2 separate regions of the Gossypium arboreum genome follow, and region 2 is linked to region 1. A link is a contact called in public Hi-C data. All regions are on one chromosome and are shown on one strand. The core of a region is the stretch at or near the end of the contact, and the rest is flanking DNA. Distances in the headings are between cores, read along the strand shown. Region 1 holds the start of LOC108454455 (COP9 signalosome complex subunit 4). Region 2 holds the start of LOC108456131.

Region 1 (6,636 bases), core at 889-3,388:
GCATAAGGAAATGCATATATGTGAGTGTGTGTGCCTAGATGTAAAAGAGAGAACCTTTTGTAATATTGGATAAATCTTCAGCTTGGAGCAACGTTCATCCTGAAACATGCACAAATCATTAACATGATTAGAATCAAACAATTTTTTTAAAAGAACTCCTATTACATTCAGAAGAAAGCTTTACTTTGTAAAGTGTGGCAAGAACACGAGAACGCTGAGGACCTGCACCAGCTAATATTGTACATGTAACAGCAGCAGATAGAGCTTGCTCCAGAGCATCCTCGTCAATTGTTCTGTAATAGGTGAACATTGATAATTTTTTTACCATAAGCCCTCAGACATATCATGATAGTAATTAAAAGCGGGAATCAGATACAAGCATATTGATAGCTGTACAAGGTATGCAAAACACAACATTTATCAATGCAAACACCATGTATAGAGTGATGCAGAACAAGATCAATTAGCTTTTGTATATGTCAGCTAATAAAAGCTTTAAGCAAAACATTTACATAAACAAATATAGCGTAACTACATACTCGTCTCCTATTTGTCGCTTCTCAATTTGAGATATGTCATAGTATCGCAATGCTGCTTCCAAGAACTTCCTCTTCAAATCCAAAATCCTTGCATAACATACCTGAAAACCGGAGGAAAAGAAAAAAGAAATTAAATGAAAGAATAACAGGAATTCCAGCTCTAAATTACAGTTATTGACCTAAAAACTGTGCCAAACCTTGTATTGTAAAATCAAAACTTCATGCTGACTGTTGCTAACCAAGAATGAAGCTTTATTAATAAAAGCTTCTGCATTAACAGAATCATCATCCTGTAAAATATTCAAGCAATGGTTTGAGGTCACCTTTCAATATTGATTTTACATGCAAGAAATAGAATAAATAACTGAATTACTCCTTGAAAATCTAAGGCATCCAAACTTGCCTATGTAATGCTAGCATTCAGTCAAAAAATTGAAATACCTCAAGATAGAGACGGGCAATTTGGACACATTTTGACAATCTGAATGTATCATCAATAACCCTGATAGTCATATCACAAAACAGATAAGCTCATCAATAGGAACACAGAAGAAAATATTCAACAACCTTCATCACAAAAACTAAAGACAATCTTACTCTCGGACCTCATTCCAGAATCCAAATCAATCCCACTTAGCATCTGCGCTGCTTTTGACCACTGCTGCTCAGACTCATACAACTCAGCAAGTTTCTCTCGGATAATCAGTACCTATATAACTCATACAGAGTAAGCAGCTTTATTTAAACAATCATCCATATTTCATAAGTCCATTAGTACCTCATCCAAAGAAAATCAAAACGCCAAACTTAAAAAAAGGGAAGGGGAGGAAAAAACAACCCTATTCTTTGTTTTGCATACAAACTTCGACCAAAGTTGAAGTCACGCCGCGAGAAAAACTTAACTATAAGAACAGTAACAATTTGAAGAAGAAGAATTAATGAAATCGTGATATTTCAATCAAACTCTTTCGACGATAGAAAAAAGTTTACAATGTGGTATTTTAAAATTAAAAAAATAATAATAAAAAAAAAAAACTCCAAATTCTCAGGTAACTTTCACTAAAGAGCTAGCTGTCAAATTAAAAGGAACCTGTTCTTCAAATGAAACGACACGAGGCTGAATTTGAGCAAGGGTATAATGAGCAATTTCCTTTTGTGCCTCAGGCTCCAACCTTCCTAATTCTTGAGCGAAAGTTTGTAAAAGCTGCCTTGATACCACCAGTGGAACATCGTCCGATAACACTAAAAAGAATAAAATAAAATAATTAAACCTAAAAAACCTTAGATAACTTTAAATCAAGCAAAGGTAAAGCAATTACTATGATCGATGAATTTCTTGGCTTGAACGATGTCGTTGGATGAGAAAACAGTTGATAGAATGTGTTTGTATTGCTCGATTTTCCGCCTCTGGTCTATAATTTCCGAGGCGTTTGCTAATGCACTCTCCATTTGCTTTCGATCTCTGCTTCAAAAGTTTTCGAAACCCTAATTTCTTTTTCCAGAGAGAGAAGAAATGAGAGATTTTAACGAAATCGGAGGTTAACTGTTTATGGTGGTTTATTTTTTGCTTTCTAATTTCTGCCACTGAATCAAAGCGGGGAGTTTACGGTACGGACCACTCTTTGGTTGCAATCAAAATGAGCGAATTAAAAACTGACACGTGGTAAATTAAATGGCATTTCTGTCATTTAATCGTTAAAGAAAAGTATATGCCGTCTTCTTTGACCGCAAGACCCAAAGGCTAAAAACTCTTCTTTTTCTCTCTGTGGCTTAGCAAATCCCAAAGGAGCTCTGTACTCTCGATCCGATCACCGGAACCGTAATTTTCGTGACCGTCGGCGGCGTATTCATTGGTTAGGTAAGCTTTTGATTCATTTCTCCTCAAGATTTTGTTTTGCTTTTTTTCTAAGTTGTTCGAGAAATCTGAAGCTATTTCTTAATGAAATTAGCGTAGAATTCCTTCAATCCTTGCATTTAAATTTATATTTTTATTTGATCCAAAGACATAATCTCCTTCTCCGTGGATACAACTCAAGTATTGTTCAATTTTCAGTTTTCCTGCTCTTGATTTTAATTTGTTGTGGTTTGTTGTGGTTTGGCATTATTCCACTTCGTTTCCTTGAAAAAATGCTTTTCTTTCTTGTTTGTTTTATAGCGCAAGTAAATAATATAAAAGAAGGATTTGGATATTGGACTATCGAGTTTCCTCACATCATTATGATAATCATGTATGAATATGTGGTTCATGGCCCCGTTGTATTGAGGAAAAAGAAGTTGCAGCTGACCGAAATTGAATTATAAGTTACGATGATGTTAGCAATGTATATAGAACATTTTATAACTATAATGTCATTTTCAATGAATTTGTGTTCTTTTATTTTATTGGATTATTTTGAATTGATCATCGTTTGTGTCTGCAATGATTTTTCCAGGCATCTATTTGTATTTGTTTTTAGGGGTTAGAGATATGAATTGGGTTCAACGCAAGATCTATCTCTACAATGTCACCTTTGGACTCTACATGTTGGATTGGTGGGAGCGTTACCTTTTCAGTATCCTTTTTTACTTACTTTTTGTCTGAAGATGCCTAATCTGTTTAAGTTCTCATTTAGAATTTTCAGGGTTTGAACACTGTAGTGCTGTTAATATTTTGTTTCGATGACTTTTATCAGTAGTCTTCTTTTACCTAACAAAATGATGAAAATGGAAAATTGTCATTTTGTGGAAGCCTATCCAATGGCAAAATTATGCTAATTTTGTTATTTAAGGAGTTGTTTTCTATTTTCTGGTATTATCTGATTGACTGTGTCATCGATTTTAGTATTTGGTTGGTTGGTTGTCTTATTTTATAATGTTTGATTTTGGAATTTTAATCAGCTTTCGTATCTGTGATTTAAAATAGTCAACGGCTCCTATTAGCTTCTTTGTCACCACACTAGTTTTTAAGTCCAAGTATCACTATAATTCCCAATTGTTAGTTCCTAAACCATGGAAGACACACTGGTTATTGTGTTGATGTGGTTCGTCTTCTACAACAGCTCGCGATATGTAACGGAGTTTTACAAGAGGTAGATCCTTACTTTGTCCTCTGGTTCCATTTCATTGAAATAATTTTGGTTGGATAGACACAAACTTTCTTGTTTAGGACTTGGTTTATCATCCTAATATAGTTAAATATTGACCCTTTTGTACCTTTGGCTGTCACTGAAGTGTGGATTTTTTTTATTTTTTTGAATATACTGAAATGTGGATTTAAGTTCTTTCTAGGTTTGGGAATTTGGTTCTTGTTTGGATTGTCCTGGCAAATATGACTAAATTTCGTTTTGTTTTAGTCTTGCTATTCTAGAAATCATTTATAAACAAAAGAAGGAAATAGGGGATAAAAAAAGAGTGGTTTTATAAACTTGTTTCATATTGTTGAAGCTGATTGATATGACCTGAAAAATTAGAATTACAAAATCAAGATTGTTGATAAATAATGAGTTGTCACCAAATTTTCTGTTCTTGACTCCCTTTCTAAAAGATTTCATATGTTGCATCCTTGCTGATTGACTTAAATGATTGCAAATGATGTTTTGAAACATACTTTAGGTTGCAAACTGCATCTTGCAAATTTGATGATTGCTTTTTAAGTTAATGATGCTGTGGAAGGTCGGATTTGTGTTGCCAATGTTGTTAATATGGGCTTGCCAAAACTAAACCGTTCTTTTTAATTGGTCCTTGTTGAAAATAAATAAATGACACTTATGCATTTCCCTGATAGCCAGTGCAGCAGGTAATTTTAATGGTAGTTTGGCTTCAACTTGGACCATTGTAGTGGATCCGCTCTTGCGTAATAATTATTTCTTTTCTCTAAATTTCAGGCATCTATCCTAGGGTTGGGAGGTGGCAATGGTGATGGAAGTGTGAAATACTTTTGAATTATTTGGCTGAAAATCTTGCCTATATGTGGATTTTTCGTACAACATTTTTAGCATGTCTCACATATATTGTTGGACTATATTCAAAGCTATTCCTTGCAAAAATATAACAAGAAGCACTTTTGGTCCTCTTAAGTAGTGTAGCAATATTTTGATGTTGTTCTCTTTCTACAAGGGAATTAATCACTGCATCTTGGTGGTTAAGAGATGAAATGTTTACACATGGCACATGCTATTTGTATTTTTTTTTTCTTTGTAAATATGAGTATAGGACTTAAGAAGGGAGTATAATCTTTTATATAAAAGACAATTTTACATATACTACATACTTGCATCAAACTCTGTTAACTCTACCGTTTCAAGTTCTTGTATATTTATGAAATCATATAAAACTTGTAGGTAAAATATAAGATCGGCTTATGCCCTATAATAGAAAAACTATTATAAAATAAAGAGAGATGAAGAGAATAAAAACAAAGAAAATATGAAAGCAATAGAGAATGTACTTTATTGATAAAAAGGGATGATTACAAAATCTTGGTTAAAGTAAAAGAATACAACTTGTTTTTAGACTCTCCCTGATGGCAACATTACATTACTTTTTTGAGTCAACGCATTCTAATCTTGTGTAGTAGTCTTTCAAATGTTGAAGTTGGCAATACCTTAGTAAAAAGATCTGCTAAATTCTCACTAGAACGAATTTGTTGAACATTTATAGCACATCTTTTCTCAAGATCATAGGTGAAGAATAATTTTGGTGAAATATATTTCGTTCTGTAGTCTTTCAAATGTTGGAGTTGGTAATGCCTTAATAAAAAGATCTATTAAATTCTTACTAGAACAAATTTGTTGAACATTTATATCACCTCTTTTCTCAAGATCATTTGTAAAGAATAATTTTGGTGAAATACGTTTTGTTCTGTCACATTTGATACAATCATCCTGCAATTGAATTATAAATATTGCATTATCTTTGTATAAGATAGTTGACATCTTTTTCTGTAAAAGCAAATTACATATTGTCTGGATATGTTGGGTTAATAACCTTAGCTAAATACACTCTCAACTAGCCTCATGCATTGCAATTATTTCTGTATAATTTAAAGAAGCAGCAACTAATGTTTGCTTTGTTAAACGCCATGATATGGCAGTATCCTCACATGTAAATAAATATCCTATTTAAGATCAACCTTTATGTGGATCTGATAAGTATCCAGCATCAGCATAGCCAACTAATAGGGATTCTGAATCATTTGAATAAAATAACCCCATATCAATAGTCCATTTGAGATATCTAAATACATGTTTAATTCTATTCCAATGTCTACGTGTTGGAGAAGAAATAAATCTTACTAACAATTTTACAATGAAAGTTACATCAGGTCTTGCGTTGTTTGCAAGATACATCAATGCCCCTATGGCACTAAAATATAGTGTTTCAGGATCAAGAAACTCTTCACCATCCTTGCAAGGACGAAATTGATCTTTATTCACATCTAACGATCGTACAACCATCGGAGTACTTAATGGGTGTGTTTTATCCATGTAAAATTTCTTTAATATCTTTTCTGTATAAGTTGAATAATGAACATGAATTCCATCTTTTAAATGCTTGATCTGTAAGCCAAGATAAAACTTTGTTTTTTCAAGATCTTTCATCTCAAATTCTTTCTTTAAACAATTTATTGTATTTTGGAGCTCTTCAGAAGTTCCAATAATATTTCGATCATCAACATAAACAAAAATTATCACAAAATTTGATCCAAACCTTTTTATAAAGACACATGAACAAATTGGATCGTTTATGTAACCTTCTTTTAATAAGTAATCACTAAGACGGTTGTACCACATATGTCCAAATTGTTTTAATCCATATAAACTTTTATTTAATCTGATCAAATAATTTTCTTGAGAAACTCTACATCCTTTTGGGATTTTAAATCCTTTAGGGATTTTCATATAAATTTCACTATCAAGTGTGCCATACAAATAGGCTGTAACAACATCCACTAGATACATGTCAATTTTTTCGCATACTACTAGACTAATAAGATATCTAAACGTGATTGCATCCACCACAAGAGAATATGTCTCTTCATAATCAATGTCGGGCCTTTCCGAAAATCCTTATGCTACAAGTCGTGCTTTATATCTTACGACTTTATTTTTTTATTTCG
Region 2 (6,468 bases), core at 524-3,023, 330 kb before region 1:
GATCTACAGTATAACTGTCTTTCCCAAATTCTTGCAGGTCTGAACATAGATAGCTGATTATTTCCAGACTGTCTACCTTTACAGTCTCACAACTAGAAAAACTGGCGCCAGATTTAGGAGCAACATCTTCAGTAGATTCATAAGACACCCCATTTGAAACACTGCATTTTATGGGGTACAGTGAGACCCCCGTTTCCGTATCAGAAGCAATATTTGTCTCAAGAATTTGAATTAAACTGTACCTGCTTGTCTGCCATGGCATCTGTGGCTTGGGAGACTCATTTTGGCAGCTATCACAAACATCATAGCTATAATCCTTTATCGGAGACATTGGTTCCGAGGAGACATCATAGGAAAGGGGATGGATGGTATAATCTTCTTTCCTATATCCAGACAAGCCAAAATACGCTTTACTTTCTGGACCGTGTACCTGAGCAATCTCCCAACTAGAAACCTCTACATCAAACTTGGGCTCAAAATTTTCCCTATATTCATAGGACACTTCATTAAGAGAACAATACTGAGGTTCCTTTGTTTCACAGCCAGAAAGCCTCACGTCAAGCCTGGTCTCAGAATCTTCCATGTATTCATAGGACACTTCATTAAGAGAACAATACTGAGGCTCCTTTGTTTCACAACCAGGAAGCCCCACGTCAAGCCTGGTCTCAGAATCTTCGGTGTATTCATAGGACACTTCATTAAGAGAACAGTATTGGGGTTCCGTTGTAGGACAAGGCACGTCAGTCTTCAAAATATTTACATTAGCAGTTTCACTTTCAGGAACCTCAACTTTAACATCAATAGGCGCAGGCCAATCCCGATTTAGTTCAAGCAAATCTTCATCGCTACTCTTGATATTCTTGAAAAGTTCAGATTTCCAACCGATAAGAGGATCTTCAAGTTCATCGTGTATGTCGCCATTGTGCTGAAAGTTTGGAGACTCGAGTTTCACGGAAGAGCAGGTTTCCAGCTTTTCTTTATTTAAACCAACAAAGTTGAAGCCTTTCCTTTTCTTTGTTTCGCATCTATCCGAAATCCATTTCAACACCACATTGTCTAAGCCAAAATCATCACTGTTGCAGTCAAAATCTTCAGGTTCACTCTTAACTTTCATTACGTTCATGAAAGAATCTGAGATCTCTACTCCAATAACATGATATTTGGATAGGCGAGCTCTTCTAATTATCCCTCAGATAAATTTTAGGAACTTGAGTGCCAATCGCCCACAAGTGTCCACATTCCTGGACAGTGCAAATGGGTCAAGCCTCTCCAGCTACATTAGATAGTAACTAACATAAATTCAAAACGAGGCTTGAATTTTCAGTGTCTGAGAAAACTAATCACTATTAAGCAAAAACACTAAGTTTAGAAGTAACAAGTTTAACATCAGCACATGAAACTAGAAACTCCCATTTCTCCAATCCTACCCAAAAATAAAAAAGAAACAAATTTGAAAGTGGAACTCGCCTGAAGATTGAAGAGCTATCTGCAACAGGGAAAATGACGATAAGGTCGAGGAATTCCAGGTCCGTATTAGGAATGCGGGGGATGATTTTAGGGCTTGCTGATGAAAAATTGGGGGTTTAGGAACTCGCGCGTTTGTGGCGGGAACTCAAAGGAAGCGGAAAAGAGCTGAGTTTGCGTTCGACGCGCGCGTGTGATATTGTGAAGTACCGTTGATCTTCTTTTCTATTTTCGAAATGTGCTAGAGGAACAAATTATGGCGGGTGCAAAAAGCTCAAACTAAAAGAAAAAAAAAATGTCTTTGGATTTTATTTCAATCTACTATTATTTAAACTTTCAAAATATATTAAAAAAATCCCCAAATTTTTTCAAATTAAGTTTATATGTTTTTTCACTCAATTAAATACTTAAATTTTAAACTGTTAAAATGTATCAAAAGAATCCAAAATTTTTTAAAAAAATAATTAAACACTACTTTTTTTTACTCAATTGCCAAAATGTCCTTTGATCGTAAACTTTAACAGTTGACTATTAAAGTTAAATATTTCTAATTTTTAATTAAAATCACCCCATGTCATGACCTCTACCTCACATGTGATAAAATTACAAAAAATAATAATCAATAAAAATTATAAAATTATTAAACTTTAATAAAAATATAAAAAATTAAAAATTAGAATATATATATATATATATAAATAGTAAAATATATAAAAATTGTATAAATTTATAAAAATCATAAAATTTATAGAATGCATCAAAAGACCTTTAACCATTAGCTTTAACAGTTGATTGTTAAAGTTAACGATCTCTAGTTCTTTTCTCAGTTAAAGTCATTCCATGTTACAACACAGCATGACATGTGACGAAAAATAATAAAAATAAAAATCAATAATAATGCTTCTTTTGGTATGATAATTTTTATAATTTTTTTACGAATTTTATATTTCTTTACATTTTTATCATTTTCTTACGACATTATAAATTTTTCTATATTTTCTATATTTCTATATATTTTATGATTTTTATAAAATTTTATATTTTTTACTATTTTTATAACTTTTTCTATTTTATTAAAATTTAATCATTTTATAACTTTTATTGATTTTTATTTTTATCGTTTTTGTCACATGCCAACCGTGGTTGTCACATGTGATGGCTTTAACTGAAAAAAATTAGGGGTGATTAGTTTTAATGATCAAAGGGCATTTTTGATGCATATTAATAATTGAGTGTAAAAAACAAAGAAAGAGCTTTATTGCTTTTTTGAAAAAATTTGAGGACATTTTAATGTATTTTGACAGTTTAAGTATCTAATTGAGTGTAAAAAAAAAAAAAAAACAAAGGTTTAATTGTTTTCTTTGAAAAAGTTTGAGAGTTTTTGGTATAATTTGAAAGTTTAAGTATCTAATTAAGTAAAAAAAAGCCTAATTACTTTTTATTTGAAAAAATTAAAGACTTTTACACCATTAAACTATAACTTATTTAAACAAAATTATTAGACAAAATTTCCAATTATCTTTGATGTGTTTTAATAATTCCTAGCATTGATTGTATAAACAATATTAGTAACATATTTTATAGTCAATTTTAATTTTCTTATCTAACTTTATTAAATCGTAATTTTTTAATTGGTTTGTTTAAACAAAACATTTATTTCCAACTTAATTACTCCTTTTAAATTATTAAAATTACTATTTTATGATGCCAGAATTAAGAACTTATGTTTAAAATTGTATTTAATAAATTGGAAATTAGATTATAACATCAATTCTTATGTTATATTTGGCAATCTCAACCTCAGCATTGAAAAATATGAATTTCTTGAATTCAACCATTTTTAAATTTATTTTAAAATTTAAATTCTCAAACTCTACCTAAATATATTTACTGTAATTATTTAATTTTATAGATGAAATATAGGAAATAGCTTCGGTTAAATTATGTTATGTGGATTTAATATTTGTAATTTAATTTGGTTATTTTTAGTTTTGGTACTTCTCAGTTTTTAAAATTTTAATTTTCACCAAATGATAATTGTTAAATTCATTAAGTTAAATTTTGTTATTTCTAAAATTGATACACCTAAAATATTATTATATGTGTAATGTTAAGTAAGCTTAGAATGATTTAATTAAAAATATGGATTAAATCTACAACTCTACTTATAATACAAGGCTAATGATTGAATTTAAACAAATAGATTTAATAGCTACTGATTGGGTTAGGGCTAAAATTTTAAAATTTAAAAAGTACAATAACTAAAATTGACTAATTCAAAAAGTATAGAGACTAAAACTACAATTTTTGTAAAGCTTAAGGAGTAATAGAAGAATTTAAACCAATAATTTATATTTGAATACAAGACAAAAAGATTTTAAAGCTTGAATTTCGGAGTCGAAGTTCCAAATTATGCGAGAAAGCCCAAGTTTCGATTGAAGAGTGGAGGGTAAGCTAGGCTCGTCGTCCACCTGAAATCTGAAAACTTTTCCATGCAAACATACAAAACCGAATTCCGCCAACGTCTCCCTCTTTATCTCCCTTCCTTGTATCTTCCGAGAGAAATGAAGGCGTCTCTGAAAGGCCGATACACAAACGACAAGAGCACCGCCGTCGTTACTCTTGCCGTCAACGCCGGCGATGTCAAGTTACTCGCCTCCATGAGTGATGTCACCGTCGTCAAAGGTCCCAGGCTCAACAATCTTACTTTAACCGTTGAAAAACCAGCCTTCTTCATCTTCGACTATGATGTCCCCAAGAAGGTACGCTTTAACTTGAAAACCATTTTTCCTTTCATGAATCACCAATTGAATTATTTTTGCCTTTTGGGGGTTAGGATTTTCGGTTTCAGTTTATGAACTCAATCAAGGTTGCGGAGAAACCGTTGAAGCTCACTTACAATCACGGCCATGGGGAAAACCGAACGGTGATGGAGGGGTCACTGGTGTTGGATTCGGCGAACAAAGTGTCGGCTAATTACATGTTCGGAACGAGGAACTTTAAGCTGAAATATAGTTACGTGCACGGAGGGGTTACGACTTACGAGCCATGTTATGATTTGGGGAAGAATGCGTGGGATTTTTCAGTTTCGAGGAGATTATATGACGATGTTTTTAAGGCGACTTTTGAGTCATGGAGTCGGGACTTTGCCCTGGAGTGGTCCCGAAATTCCAAGTTCAATGGGACATTTAAGGTAACCCACATCCACATTTCTTCCTTTTATCTGTTTTTTGATTTTCTTTATTCAATTTTAAGTGTTTGAATGTGTAAATTGCAACTTGTTGCTTGAAAGCTGAAACTATGTTAGCTAGAATCAATATTTTGAAGTTCTTTGATGTTTTAGAAGGGTCCTTACAAAAGTTGTATCTCGGGATTCATGTACGGATGCCCATCGAAATGAGACAATATTTCCAGAAGATTGAAGCGTTAGGCTTGAAGAGCTGAGGAGATCTTGAAGAAAGCAAGGCTTTGAATTGTTTGATATCTTTGTAGATGTGCACGTTATCTCTATTTGTTTAAGACAAGGCTTTTTATTGGATGAGCTGAGTAGAATAAGATATATAAAACGCCAGTTTTCTCATTAATTTTCAGTAGGTAATGATATCAAAGATGAAGATAGGTGATTTTGCTTCAAGGCAGTGACATTATGGAAGTAAATAAGAGGACCCTTTGCAGTGATGGGATACTCTTTGCTTTGGAAGCAAAATTAGATGCTAACAGGACCAAATTCTGCTTACTTTAATAATGTTCTAAATAAAACAGCTCCGGAATCAAACCGTAGTCATTTTCTTACTTGCATTTGTCATATAGCTCGGCGTTATGCAATTTTAGATATAGCAATGACAGGTTGCTTCAACAGATAGAGGCTTGGAAAATTGTTCCTTTCCATACAAATGGGAGAAAAGCTGTAGATTTGATGTCTCCATGTGGTTATTGTGAAGAAAGAGAAACAGTGGAGCAATTAAGGGGAAGAAAAGCTTTTAGTTAACTCGGGTTTTCACTGCTTTACATTTTGTTTTACTAGCAGGAACTTAAGGACATCCAGGAACTACCTTATATAGCTATAGTTTTACATTGGGTTGTTGGCACATGTTAAAATCGTTAAACTTACTACGTTAATATGAGTTTTTGAGATGATGGGTGCTTTCTTAGTGATCTAACTACTATATATAAGGTAGTTTAATCCTTGAGTGAGATGATTTCTGACCATGATTAGTGTTTTTTTGTTTTCCAGATATCAGCAACCATCAACATGGTTGGAGAATCGAAGATTCCTAAAGTATTTGCAGAGAGTACTTGGGATTTGGAAATGTGATTTGTTGTTGTTGTTCATCAACCTTTATCCAGATGCATGTTTTGAATTACATAGGTTTGGACAAACTGCTTGCCAAGTTGGAGACGAAATCAATAGGAAATAAAAGCTTTACCCAATGTATATGTAAACAGACTCTAGATTATTATTTTACACTCCTTCATTCATCGGTTAATGAAATTACCATATTTTCTTTGTTTCCAAAAAAATATCTGTCATGACCAATTACTATTACGGGTGAGTAAAACTCGATTCGACCCGAAAAAATTAAAAAAATTCAAATTTTGCGTTAAAAGAATCGAATTATTTGAGTTAATTGAGTTATTTGAGTCAACTCGAATTTTTTCGAATTTCGAGTTCGAATCGAATTAAATTGTTGAATTCGAATAACTTAAATAATTCGAATATCAAACTATAGTATTTTATATTTTTATCTCAAACTCTTAAACCTTTTTACTTTTCCCTCAAAACTTTTACTCATTCCATCCCAACCTCCAATCTACTCAAAATCTATTTCTCACAAAAATTTTGCTCTCCCATTTACTTTTTCTCAAAATTTTATTGCCAAAAACTCTCAAAACTTTTTATTTTCTAATAAAATTTTTACTCCATCCCACTTTCCCCTAAAATTTTTATATTATTTATATTATTTAATTGTTTAATCATATTAAATATTTATATTAAAATTGAAT

What was found. Hi-C and Micro-C count contacts between places; a contact is called where the count stands out from the background.
Region 2: a contact with region 1 is called in a Hi-C map of leaf, with 5 times the contacts expected there. The contact joins the promoter of LOC108456131 here to the promoter of LOC108454455 in region 1. A contact is called at or near these places in 2 of 5 Hi-C or Micro-C datasets (both in leaf).

The regions. Positions count from the first base shown.
Region 1 is chr3:91,400,777-91,407,412 of ASM2569848v2, reverse strand. LOC108454455 (COP9 signalosome complex subunit 4) reads right to left here and starts at 2,138. Exons shown (of 14, transcript XM_017752922.2): 1 at 1,859-2,138; 2 at 1,630-1,781; 3 at 1,145-1,248; 4 at 981-1,041; 5 at 737-829; 6 at 540-640; 7 at 185-293; 8 at 55-99. The coding sequence starts at 1,988.
Region 2 is chr3:91,729,928-91,736,395 of ASM2569848v2, reverse strand. LOC108456131 reads right to left here and starts at 1,773. Exons shown (of 5, transcript XM_017754728.2): 1 at 1-1,773. The coding sequence starts at 1,123. It overlaps LOC108456435 (outer envelope pore protein 24B, chloroplastic-like), which reads left to right and starts at 3,834. Exons shown (of 3, transcript XM_017755017.2): 1 at 3,834-4,226; 2 at 4,301-4,657; 3 at 5,699-5,956. The coding sequence starts at 3,957. The coding sequence ends at 5,779.